Linked DNA regions of Gossypium hirsutum: region 1 is linked to region 2. The links are chromatin contacts, called in public Hi-C maps. All regions are on one chromosome and are shown on one strand. Each heading gives the region's core, a stretch centred on a gene start, on an enhancer-like site or on the middle of the called end of the contact. The rest is flanking DNA. Distances are from core to core; before and after follow the strand shown. Region 1 has its middle 4.9 kb from the start of LOC107887981. Region 2 holds the start of LOC107963899 (OVARIAN TUMOR DOMAIN-containing deubiquitinating enzyme 12).

What was found. A called contact is a pair of places that touch in the nucleus more often than the background predicts.
Region 1: a contact with region 2 is called in a Hi-C map of leaf, with 1.7 times the contacts expected there. The contact joins the enhancer-like site here to the promoter of LOC107963899 in region 2. A contact is called at or near these places in 9 of 34 Hi-C or Micro-C datasets (callus, leaf and petal).

Annotation. Positions count from the first base shown.
Region 1 is chrA03:6,029,769-6,036,878 of Gossypium_hirsutum_v2.1, reverse strand. No RefSeq gene overlaps it. Among protein-coding and RNA genes, the nearest start is that of LOC107887981, 4.9 kb to the right of the region's middle. Within about 2 kb of position 5,093, at least 2 of the 9 cell types and tissues checked have an H3K27ac peak or open chromatin away from gene starts, as enhancers often do. A contact at or near this core is called in leaf, where this site is marked.
Region 2 is chrA03:5,963,319-5,969,511 of Gossypium_hirsutum_v2.1, reverse strand. LOC107963899 (OVARIAN TUMOR DOMAIN-containing deubiquitinating enzyme 12) reads right to left here and starts at 1,363. Exons shown (of 10, transcript XM_041106825.1): 1 at 1,121-1,363; 2 at 209-587; 3 at 1-110. The coding sequence starts at 545. LOC107963897 (phosphatidylinositol N-acetylglucosaminyltransferase subunit A) reads right to left here. Exons shown (of 10, transcript XM_041106805.1): 3 at 5,834-5,962; 4 at 4,766-5,338; 5 at 3,809-3,963; 6 at 3,527-3,617; 7 at 3,295-3,411; 8 at 3,110-3,213; 9 at 2,499-2,589; 10 at 1,895-2,115. The coding sequence starts at 5,950. The coding sequence ends at 2,020.

The sequences.
Region 1 (7,110 bases), core at 3,844-6,343, 64 kb before region 2:
AGGTGGAGGTGGAGTGAAACTCATCCTGCTGAAACAACTTCAACAGCTACAAACTCTTACTTCTCGTGCTTTTTTTTCTGAAAATAAAACTACCAATAACAGAGGCCCTCGAAAGCTTAGACTCTGATTACCATTTGTTGGAACAATGGCAGCAACTTAAGCAAAAAAAATCAAAATAAAACAAAAGCCAAGAAGGAACCAAAAACAAAAGAAAAAGTTTAAAACTTGAAAAAGTGTAACCGGATAACCATTTTCATTGAATGAAATCAAAATATATGTGAAGGTCACATGAAATTAGACAGTTACCTAACAATGTAACTGCTCCCACCAATACACAATTAATACAAGTTAAATTTCAAACTAAAGCTAGCTGATTCATCAGCCATTACATCAAGGACAAATCAAAAACTAATCCTACTAACTTTAATTACAGGTTACAAGCTAACTACGCAAGTTACATTTGAACAAAATGAAACAAAATGGACCAATCAAGCTGCTGCACTCCGTTCTGCTCCATTGCTGGTCTGCTTGTCGAGCTGCTAGTCACATGTTGCATTGCAGGCCAATGCTCAACATATAATGTCTTCTCACCTTACTAAAATAACCCTTACCATAATCAAACGATAAAACATACATTTGTAAAAGGCATGTTTTTGAGTAGAACCCAATTCTTATTTCAATTCCAAGATAACACATAAATGGCAGAAACCAATAGAAACTAGCTTTTTATGCAGGAAAATTTTCCCAACTCATATGAACTTTGGAATTAGTCAAGATTTCAATAGTTACCCAACAGCAGTAGCAAAGAACAGAAGATTTTTCGAGAGTTGAAGGTTGAAGAACAGAGATAGAATAGTTTTAAAAAAATGGTAAAAAAGGAAGGTATTGCAAAGATGGGATAACGATGAGGACATAACCATTGAAGCTCTCATCCGCAGTGGGGACAATAGAAAGAGATGATATAAAAGAGAGCTTTGAGGTATGTTAAGGAAGGAAGAGAGGAGATTTAGACCAAAGTTTGAACTTTTTTGTTTAATTCTTTGTTCTTTTCTGTGAATTGTTTAGAGATTGATAAGATGAAGGAGAGATTTGCAAAATTGTTGCTTGGTGAAGATATGTTAGGTTCTAGAAAAGGGATTTACACACCTTTGGCTATTTCAAATGCCATTCCCAATCTTCGTGGTATATATTTTCTCCTTCATCATATTAGATGTTGAGGACCAAATTGAGATAATTTATAAATGTTGAGGGTTAATTTTTTTATAATCATGATAAAATTGATAAAATGCGTAATTGTTGAGAGCTAAATATATTATTATACCAATTTGAAAAGCTTAACCGGAAAATTAAAAAAAACAAAATTAATAATTTAAATCACCAATTTAAAACTTTTTTTTATAGTTGAATTAAGAAAAAAAAACTTTTAACCATAATTGAGTTACCATTTATTTTTATTTTTTTTACTTTCTACATCCAGTATTCTCTCAATTTATGTACCACCAAAGTGGGTTTAACTGAAAAACTAAAAAAAGAAAAAGGAGAACACACAAGTGAAATGTCAAATTATGATTTTAGTCTATATCCTATACTCAAATTAAATTCTAATCCTTATCTTTTAATTTAGTTAAATTTGATTTTTTCTCATTTTATTTCATTAATCAATCCAAATAGTTAACTCTTAAATTATTCTAATTAAAAAAAAATACTGATAAGTCAATCGAAATAGTTGTTAATCCATATCAACATGATAAATTACAAGTTATTTTTTTAAATTCATGTCAATATTAGAATAGTTATGAATGTTAATTATTTACATTTATTAATGGCATTTTAAGTAGAGATGCTGCATCTCGAAAACCATACAAAAAAATAGCTTCAAAGATAAGATATTCATAAGTTATGCATGGAATATACGGTGATCGGCCAGGCATTCAATATGAAGCGGGTTTAAAGTTAAATAATTTGCATAAGAGACAGTGCAAATATACATAAATTGCAAATTACATGAACAATTGGCTACATACATTCTTCCATATACAACCAAGATAACAGCAAATTCGTTTGTAGCCTCAATTTCTGACCTAGCTTTACACTGCTAATCTAAGAAGCCCTGCAAAAATCGAACCGATACAATCTGCCACTGCATATAGATCGCCTAAGTTGAACAACATTACGTCTAGCTATTATGGTTCGTCATCATCTGATAAACAAACAATGTCGCTTGCTCCGCTTTGTTGTGCTTGGTTGGCCCGAACACTTGGTATTATTGCAGCCAAGCTTAAACTAATATCTGGCTGCAAGGTGCTTGGGGATTTGCACTGGTGATAGATAGATTGTTCATCCCCATTAGGACATCCAATGATGGTAAAGAGTTAGGTAGCCTGTCGTTTATTATTATGTCCGACCTGCTAGATTGGGTTGTAGTTGATCCCTGCCTGTAAGCAGGGTGCCTATTATGTGCCTGATGGTTTGACATTCCACTAGACTGCCACGGGAGACGGGAGACCGCCAGGGAGACTGGATGTTGAAGGTCTAAATGGTTATAGATGCAAGGAAGGCGCTCGAATTTCACTGCCCATTTGGAAGTTTTTTGGGGAAGGGGAGATGAAATTGATATGGGGAGGTCTAGTTGGAGCACCTGATGAAAATGTCGAGGGGTTAATAACCTACAAATGCGAGCCCATGGTTTGTAAAGTGACTACAGTAGGTGGCACAGTTTGCATGCTAGTAGCTAAGCCAGTTGAAGGGAGACCAAAAGCAACGGAAGGTTGAAGAGGTGGAGTCACGGTTTGTGTATTAACTACATCCGGTGAAAAAGTTTGCATTTAGCAGTTTGGCCAGTTGAGAGGAGAGCAGAAGTAGTAGAAGGCGGCACGGTTTGCATGCAGGGGCGAAACCAGGGGGGGGGGGCAGGCATGGGCCCCGGCCCCCCCTAAAATGGGAAATTTTCATTTAGGCCCTTTAGATTTTTTTAAAATTTTAAATTAGTAAAGGTAAAATTGCACTTTGGCCCCCCCTAAAATTATAAAAATTCAATTTAATCCTTTAAAAATTATAAATACGTAGACTATAAAAAATTAAAATTTCCTTCGGCCCCCCAAAAATTTTTTTCTGGCTTCGCCCCTGTTTGCATGAGTGGTTGGGCTAGTTGAAGGGAGACAAGAAACAATGAAAGGCTGTAGGGATGGAGTCACAGTTTGTATATTAACTACAGCCAGTGAAAAAGTTTGCATTCTAGCAGCTGGGCCAGTTGAGAGGGGAGCAGAAGCAGTAGAAGGTGGCTATACCATCTGTTGTGATGAAAGTTGAACCAACTGCTACATGAAAATAGAGCTTGCCTCTACCAAAATTACAATTAAGCTATGTGCATGTACCACAGGGCCATGTTTCGGTTGACTTGGCTGAACTTGGAAGCAAATCCTCGTCGAAGGTTGCATATTTTGTTAACAGTTTTTTTAGCAATCGTCATGTTTTCTTAAACAAGAATATCGGTCTATGTGATTGCAATGTAAGTACCGGTAAACTAAGCATAGAATATCCCAAATATGATCACTCAACAAATCTAGGATTGAGTGGCTACCCTAAACCTACCAGGCACTAGTGCTGGAATTTTCGTCAAGTAGATTATTATAAGCATCCATTTGATTCTCTATTCTTCCATTTACTACAGTAGCACTACTAAGTAATATATTAAATTCACCTTGCTGTGTACCCTTTGAACCAGATGGTCCATTATCCATACATTTAGACCTAAAAGCCACGATCAAGACCTTTGATTAAGAGAACTTTGTTGAAATTTATAACAAGTTCTATTTCTAGCACATAAATTGTCTTTTTCTCCTGGAGTTTAACTTTATACTTCCTATTAATTTGAGCTACAACCTCCTTAATCTCCTTCTCACACTCTGATTTCAGCTTCAGCTTCTGTTCAAAGAGAGGAAATTCTTGATTGAAAGTAAACCATATACCACTATTAGTAAATAAGCAAACAAGTAAAAAGGGCACTAATCTTGTCTTTATAAACCTTAATGGTTTGATCTTCTTTAATTATTCTTTACATTTCGTATTGAAATGGGTCATAATACATAGGAACCTGTATCTGATATGATGCAATAGGTGCAGTCTGTATGGGAAGGCCACTAGAAACAGAAGGGACCGAAGCCTGTCTCACAAGCCCACCAATGATATGTGAATGCACAGGCTACAAAATATCTCAATTGGACAGCTCAATCCGGTCTGCCACCGGTTGCCTCGGGTCTTGAGAAAACTGGCTAGCAATTTGGTTTGCATTGCTTGGTTGATGTTCAATCGCAGTAACTGAAGGCAGACTAGGAGGAGAGAGGTTAGAAGTTGATCCTGTGGATCTCAACTGCTGTGCATCCGAATGGGACACATTGCAATTTACATTAATGGTGCCATTAGATGGTGAAGTTTCAATAACCTAAGAAGCATTTCACATTTCAGTATTTGCAACGTCTCTAAATTGTATTCCAGAAGAAGTACAGGGAAGAGAACCCACATCTGGGGATGCATGCCAAATAAGATATTCCTAACTAATTAGGAGCTAGCCTTATTGGGGTATTCGAATATTGAAACAATCTCCTCACTATGAGGACAAATAAATAAACACACAGTCAATCCGCTATTACTGTGTAGCAATATATTACCTTCTATAATGTTATTATTTTGCTTTATCTTTTGGTTGTGAAATGGTAAGTCGATAAGCTTCTTTTAATAATAAAAAATTTCCGGCAGAACCCCAAATGTCATAAATCAAATTACAATTAATATCTAATTCAGTTGACATGTGTTATATTCTAAATATGTTATTGTTCACTTAAATTTATACTAACAATTGAGTGAATGCATTAATAGCAATTATTTGAGCACTTTCGAAAAGTCTTAATTTTTATTTAACTATTTTGAAAGGTTTAAACTTTACGTGAACAACTTTAAAATATTTTGTCTCAGAGCATTTAAACTAAAAAAATATTAATAAAATCTGGAGGTTGTGGACCACCTCGGTGCAAGGTAGACGCAGGCTACACTGAAGAAATATCTGATTTCTTGCAATTCAGATTCCATGTTCATGGTGGATAGTATGCGATCCCACCAGTCAAATTCAATAGCACTCGTTCCATCACTCGGTCTATGAATAGTACCAGTCTCAAGGACTTCACTACTAACAGCTTCAGGTTTAAAACTAGTTTTATTTTCAATTAAAAGAAAATAATGGTTTCAATTAAATGACTTTAAAACTTAAATTTCAATTACAAGTTTTATTTTCATTCCAGTTAAGATCTCGGATAAAACTAGGCAGATTTTTTTTGTTGCTTTTTGCTGTTTTCTTTAAATTAATAATGAAAACAATATGTTGTATCTAATAAGGTGCAATATTGGTGTGAATCAAATCCAACAAAAGTTCTACTACACCAAGGATGAAGAAGCTGTATCATTGCAATTGGATGCAATCATTCAGCCCATTACACTTTATAATATGCAAAAAGGATCTTTTAATGCTCTTGAAAGTGATAATTTTTTAAATATATTTTAGATATTTTAGTTGTTGATGATATAAAGTACTTTGCACTATCTAAATTATGTGAACAGTAAGTCCCGGATGAATCATGGAGGAATGGAAATGGTTACGTACTTTTATATATATTGATTTGTGTAGAGGATTTTTTTGGTAAAAGAGAAAGTGTTGCAAACATATGAAACCTAATTTATTGAGAAACAGTAGAAAAATATTCGAGTAAATTAAATACTATTAAGTGCAGTGGTTGGTGATGATTAAAGTAGCAGTGCAAGAAGAATAAGGCTAAAAAGAGAAATAAGAAGAAAGATTATAGATAATTTCAAGAGTCTTATGAGAAACTATTTATAAGTATAGAAAATAAAGATTACATAACTTAGTAAATATAAATTACAAGAGAATACTTTTTGTTGTAAAGACATTAATGATTTATTACAAAGGGTTTAAGTTATTGATAAAGTGAATAGTGAATGTTTTATTCACTATGTTTGTGAAAGAAGGAGTACTCAATAGTACAACAAAGGGTGAAAGGAAATATCTTAACTATATCAATATTTCATCTATCAAGCAAAGCTCTCTAGTAATAGCTAAAATAACTCAAAAATTCTATCACATTTTGGGGTTTTTTCTCCCACTTTTTTCTACTTTGGTGAACTAATATTATATTTCTCATCATTTGCGAAACATCTCTTTGAACAAGAGTATTCCTAAAGAAGGGTTGTTTTGATCTATTTTGAACATGAGTTGTTGTTTTTTTTTCTCATTAAATGAAAATTTATTGAAAAAAGAAGGATTACAGAACAACACTACAACAACAGCAACATGTTGGGATCTAGTACTCTTAGTATAATATTTTTATCTATATATATACATTAGATTATCTACCAATATAAGTTATCTCTCCGTATTATGGTTCGACCATGTACTACCGCTTAGTATTAGTTAAACATTAGATAATCAATGACTCAATATTTGTTTGCATTTTACTTTGCATGCAAAAACCATTGAGGCACTACAGGAAAACAGACTTTTTGCGGCGCTTTCTAAAATGCCGCAAAATACGCTGCTATAGGTAACGCCACAAAAATTTGTGGCGTTTATTGGAAAAAAATGCCGCTAAAGGTCAAGGCTTTTAGCGGCGTTTGTGGGAAAAGCGCCGGTAAATGTCAAGGCTTTTAGCGGCGTTTGTGGGAAAAGCACTGCTAAAGGTCAAGGCTTTTAGCGGCGTTTGTGGGAAAAGCGCCGCTAAAGGTCAAGGCTTTTAGCAGCGCTTGCAAAAAAAGCGCCGCTAAATTTGGCAGATTTGTAATATTTTTTTTCACCAATATCCAGCCCTTCCTGCATTAAAATCCAACCAAATACAACAAATATAATATAAAATGCAGCCAAAAACAGCAAATTTAACATAAAAAATACAACCAAAAACATTAATTCTAAATGATACTTCAAATTTAACTAAAGATATATGATATAATTAATAAATAAAGTATAATTTAAAATATTTTTACAATAATGTTAAACGTGAAAAAACTTAAAAACATTCTTACAATAAGAAAATTAATGTCTAAGACGGC
Region 2 (6,193 bases), core at 114-2,613:
TAGCTCCAATGAATATGACCTATCCTCTTCACATAACAACTTCTCTTCAGGGCTAGAACATGAACTAGAAGTTGTTATTTCATCTTGCTCTTCCTCACCACAACCTTGCCCTACAAATCACAAAACAGAAACATATAAATGCAATACATTAAAGACATATCAGCAACTTCAAACCGTTGAACTCGAAAATTCAGAAACTTCCTTATACCAGAACCAAAGTCCCCAACAGCCTGATTGATACAATCTCGAGTGTAACCAGACACTTGCAACTGCAATTCTTCTTCGTCCCCTTGGCTTGGAGATCCCACCACTGCAAGTTTTGACAGTTCTTGAAGTTGAAGAGTATGAGCAATAGCCTCATCATTTTCCACATTACAACATTCTCCTGCGTCGTAATGATCATCCTCCTTGAAACTATTTCCAGTGTAATACTCTCCATTTTCTTGAGTTAACACACCACAATATCCACAATTAGCATAGGGATCACTATTGAATAGTTGCAAACCCCACTTAACAAAATCGTGTTCTTGCTCAGATGTCACCATCCTCTCTGTAGATAAAATCTCTTAACCCCCAAAATCTGCTTCCTGCAGTGATGAACATAGACAAAATATATATATGATAATAAAGTTTAGTTATTTAGCAACAAATTGCAATACCCAGATTTTATTATAGCTTAAATACTTCTACTTTATGTAAAGGTTTGAGCTTTAACTAATAGATTTGCAGCCAAAAATGGCCAAATAGACCCCCCCCCCAACAATATCAAACTAAACAATGAATTAACAACAAATTGCTCAGATTAGAAAACCCAAATTGTCCCTTAAACAATGGCATTATAGAAAATTAGAAAGAATTAAGAATACAAGAAAAGTAGCAAACACATTCATTAAAAAAGAAATGAGAACTTCTCAACATACCAGATTAGCTGAATGATATTAGAAGGAAACTAATTAAGATAATTTATCCATGAAAATAATATCAGAAAAACCCATTGAGAAAAATAAAATAAAACAAAATAAAATGCGGGGTCGATACGCCGCAGAGACGAGATGAGTGGGGAATACTTTAAAATGGAAGGGAAAAAATGCAAAAAAAAAAAAAAAGTAATAATAATTACAGGAAGGAGGGTCAGTTCACGTGGTATTGTACTAATGGTACTATTACTTTGCTTCCGTCAGGTGATAGTGGTGGAGACTAACAGTCAACGTTACGTGACGGCTACGGCATCTTCATTCTTCTTCACTCGTAGCCTGTAGCAGTATTTTGTAGGGTATTGCTCTTCTTTCTGACTGGAATTGTATTTCCCAGTTGCTAATCTCCACAAAGCCCAATCCAAGTGAAATTAGGCGCTGTACCTCTAAAGTTAGGCAGATAAAAACACCCCCCGCCCCACAAAAAAAAAAAAAATTTGCTGTTACAGATTGCATAGGTACATTAAATCCCACGTGAAAACCAAAATAAGGCACATTAATCTTTCATAAGAAAAACATTGAATATATAAACCAATAAGCTGCACATCATCTCTTTTTGAAAAAAATTTACTTAAAATGTGTTTCAATTTTTTTTTAAAAAACGAAGTAAAACATAATATAATGCATTTTTTAAAGACTCATTAATTGTAAAATTATATTTGTAAATAATAATTTTTTAAACGTTAACAATTATAATTAAAATATCAAAATACAAGTACATGTCCAAATAACCACGTCTAAATAACCACTATTAACTGAACTAAAATTCAGGTTTGGCGATAATGTATGGTGAAACTGAAAGTCCACGCATTTAATTGTGCATGCCCAAGACCTCTTAACTATGCCAAGGCCTCGTTGTGAATAATAATTAAAATGAAGTGAAAAACATGGGATTTCAAGAAAGCACATTCAGAAGTGGATTGCAGCAATAAGATTTTTACTTAAAATGCATAAAGAATAGAATAAGGTACAATGCTTGAAGACGAAACGTCAAATATTTGAAGCTAATAATATTGTTATAAACTCGAAAACTATTGCTATACTATTATTCTGACTTGCAACGATATATTTCTTCAATCCTTTCTCCGTGTTGATGGCAGCGTAGAGCCACATCAGGCACCTCCTCGATATCCTCTGCAGGCTGGTAACAAAAACAAACCATCACTTCATGTATAAATGTTAAGTTCTGACCCAAAACTCAAAACCTGGTCCAACCATCCAACACGTCTAGTCTTAAACATAAAATGACCAAAACCTACAAAGCCACCCAAACCCGAAATGACTCAAAATCAAAATGAACAAAACTCGACATGGTCCAAACCCATAATGACTGACCCGAAAAACCATAGCCTCAAGCCGAAAACAACCCCGAACTGGAATAACCGAAAATGACCCTAAATGACCAAAAAATTTTAAAACTTGAATTGAATCCAAATTGAGCCGATTAAAAACCAAACTGATTCACCCAATTTACTGATTTAATTTTCCGGGATCATACCAAAAAGAAAAAAAAACACCATGTACCTGCAATAGTTCTAACAGACGCCATATCAAAAAGTCGATTATCATAACCAAGCAAAACAGCTTGCCTGCCCAAGCTCCACATGAAAGATACCTAACAAAACATGACCTCATTAGCATCCTTGGTAATAACTCAAAAATAATCTACTGATTTTACCAAATATTTGAAAGTTACAAGCTACCACTTTGTATATTACTTGGATTCTCCATTGTCCCTGAAGTACCCATGTCCGACACAACATAAACAAGAGGGTATCAACTTTAAAATATAAAGAAAAGCTTTAAAAGATTGGTATACCCATAAACAAACACATAATTATGTTCAATACTCATCTCCAAGTCCTGTTCACAACTAGATAATGCGAGCTTGAGTGTACATACGGTTGATGATTGCAAGGTTGTATGTAAGTTTTTATTTAATTACTTAATAAGCGAACTTTTAATCTTCCTGCCTTCCATACTAAAAGCACATAAGAAAATATCCATGCCATACACTCAACATTATACCAAAAACCTTTCAGTGAAATCAGAGGTGCTTGAAAAGCATGACACCATCTTATTGGCTAAAACAAATTTGTGAGCATCATCTTCGGGGAAAACATTCAATGGCATACCTGGAAAGTCGTTCTAGAAGACTCTGATCAGAACATTTCAAGGCACGATTATATACAATCTCAGTCCTTTCAGCAACATCGTTCCAATTATAAAGTCTCTTCATCTTGCCACAAAAAGAGAAATATGCATTTGTCCACCTCACGCAGTTCAAAATTACTATATGAAGTCAATGAAAATTACTTACTCGATCATGCATAACCTGTGGATCAATATTAGGAAGGATAGATATTGCCTTCCTAATTGCATGTACCATGTCACTAGGATCTGGTTCAGCAAGTACTATCATGTCATCGGGTAAAACCTAAAACAAATAAATGGAAAATTAGAGGATATCTTAAATAAATTTCAATCCTTTTAGGTGCAAAAGCATAAACCAGTTTGGTATGTCTAGGTTAATGACAGTTTGAAGTACATGCCTCTGGGACACCTCCTACACGTGTGCTGACAGTTAATAGTCCACAACTTGCAGCCTCCAATATGGCTATACAAAAAGCTTCAGTTAAAGAACTGTCAAAAGGAAAAGCAATTAAGTTCATCCGCCTTTACACTTGATTATCAAATGATCAATGAATGTTAATTTGTCTTCTTTGTGTTTCTTCTTCTTCTTCTTCTTCTGTTCCTTTTTTTTTTCTTGGCTTCTGGTTACATAAAAAAGAAATAAACTAAAAAAGGGTGGTCTGTAGGAACCAAAAATTTACCTGTTTAAAAAAATGTGGCCAGAAATCAGCACAGACCTTACAGAAGCATGTGGTACAGCCCCCAACATCTCAACTCGATCTTGGAGAGAATGCTTTTCTCTCATCTCTTCCAACCGCACTCTTTTAGGTCCATCTCCACCAACAACGAAACGTACCTTCGCAGGTGTTTAAAAATGAGAAAATAACTCAAAATAACAGTGCAGACTAACATGTTAGAGTACAGTCATACTTTCTACTAAATACCAAGTCTTCATCCAAATGAGGAACTATAACCAACACACTGAAAGATTTAACTAAAATTTAAAACATGACAATGGATCAGCAATGTGTAAGTGTAGCAGAAATTCAGATGTCTAGATGTAAGAGGCTTGTGTATGTGAGAGAGAGCAGGTGCAATATGGCAGTTGGCTAAACATACTAATTTTTGGGCCTATAACTGATGAACCATCATAATTTAGAAAGCCATAATAAACCCTTTTGCAACTAACTCCTCTCATGCTAACTGCAGAAAGCAAACCAAAAGAATGGCTACTGAAATATTTTCCAAGACTAAAATAAATTGAACCATAAAAAAGCAATTACATTCATCAAATAGGAAGACACTGCTGAAAAGGCAGGATATTTATTCTACATAAACATATCTTTTGTATGTAAATAGGGACTATACACCAAATTTACGTAAAAATGGCCAACAGTTCATATGGATATATAATGGGGGCCATTTTATGCTTAGTCTAGCCAGTAGCAACAACACTAACCATCATTGCAGAATATCAAACCAAAGGACATAGGTAATAAAAACATTCAACCATCTCATACTCTTGCCAGTAGCTGGTGAAGCAACATAAGAACTGGGTGAACTGCTCATTTCTAACTAATACCATGACAACTGACTAGTAACAGAACAAGCCAATAAATCAAAATCTTTTCAGCAACAACATGCTCTGAGCAACTCACATTGGGATACAAACGACAAACTTCCGGAATGACTTCCACAAGTAAATCTGCACCCTTCCGATAAACCAACCTACTTATCACAACAATAACTATTTCATCACGGCCAAGGCGCTGTTGAGCAGGTTTGAACATAGCTGTGTCCACAGCATTAGGTATCACAAAAACCTTTTCAGGCGGCAAACCTGACCGTAGCACTGTATTTTCCTTGCTTGTATGCGAAACACATATGGCCCGGGTTACATCTGCCAAAGTAAATTGCAGAACCTTGTTCATGTGGATGCTTCCCACATCAGCAAAACCATACAATGAATGATCAGTAAATACAACCTTGTATCCCATAGTACGTGCGTGCATCAAAGTCTCATGGCATAGAGTTGAGAAGGCTTGATGACCATGCACAAGTGATATCTTTTCCCGAAGAAGTATAGTCCTAATTATTGGGAATGTTCCATAGATAGTCGGGAATGTATTCTGCATAAGAAACGGCCGCCACGGTACATAATAAACCTTCAGACCACCTGTCATGTATCTCACCCCAGATCGATTTCCATAAGCATGAGTCAAAACAACCACCTGCAATAATAGAGTAAATATATCATCCATTTTAGGGAAATAAAAGGACTGAAATTTGGTACCTATTGCATTGAGAGTTCGAAGAAAAAAGGAAACATTAATTTGCAGAAAGGAACATAAAACGGAATTGGACAGAAAAAAGGACCAAGGAATTTTAAAAGATGATGTCTCTTATCGACCAAAGAAGAAAAACAAAAGGATATCAGGTTTAGTAAAAAAATGCAGAGCAGAGAAAAGGAGAAAGAAATAGAGAGAGAACCCTTCCAGAGAGGGACATTATAGTATTCTTCTACCTAAGCAACGGCATATCTAAAACCTTCTTTTGAAAAAAAGATTTCCTCTTTATAGTAGTGGACCTAAAATCATTCCCCCTTCTTTTCTGGGGAAAAAGAAAAAACATCATTCCTCTTTTCCAGTTTCTTTGCTCTTGGTCAAATAGAAAAAAGTGCTCACAAACAAGAATTAGAACCTACAAACTTACAAAAATTTTCTGACCTTGTGACCAAGTTTTAGTAGGCATTGTGACAGATAATAGATGTGATTCTCGACACCACCGAAGTTGGGATAGAAAAAATCAGAAACCATAAGAATCCTGTGCTTCAGATCAGCCATGAAGGCAATCACCTGCAACAATAATAGTAAGATATTCTTTGTTATAAAAACATGAGAAAAACAAGCAGTAGATAAGAGTGATGAAAATGGTGTAATCTAAACAACAACAGCTGGAAATGATCCCCAATACCTAGCATGCAAGAGCCACATGTTTTTTAATTGCACAGAGAGAATGCAGCAGAGCAAGTTGGGAATGGGGAATGGAAGCACAGAAACTGAATGTTAGTTAAATGGAAATAAGCT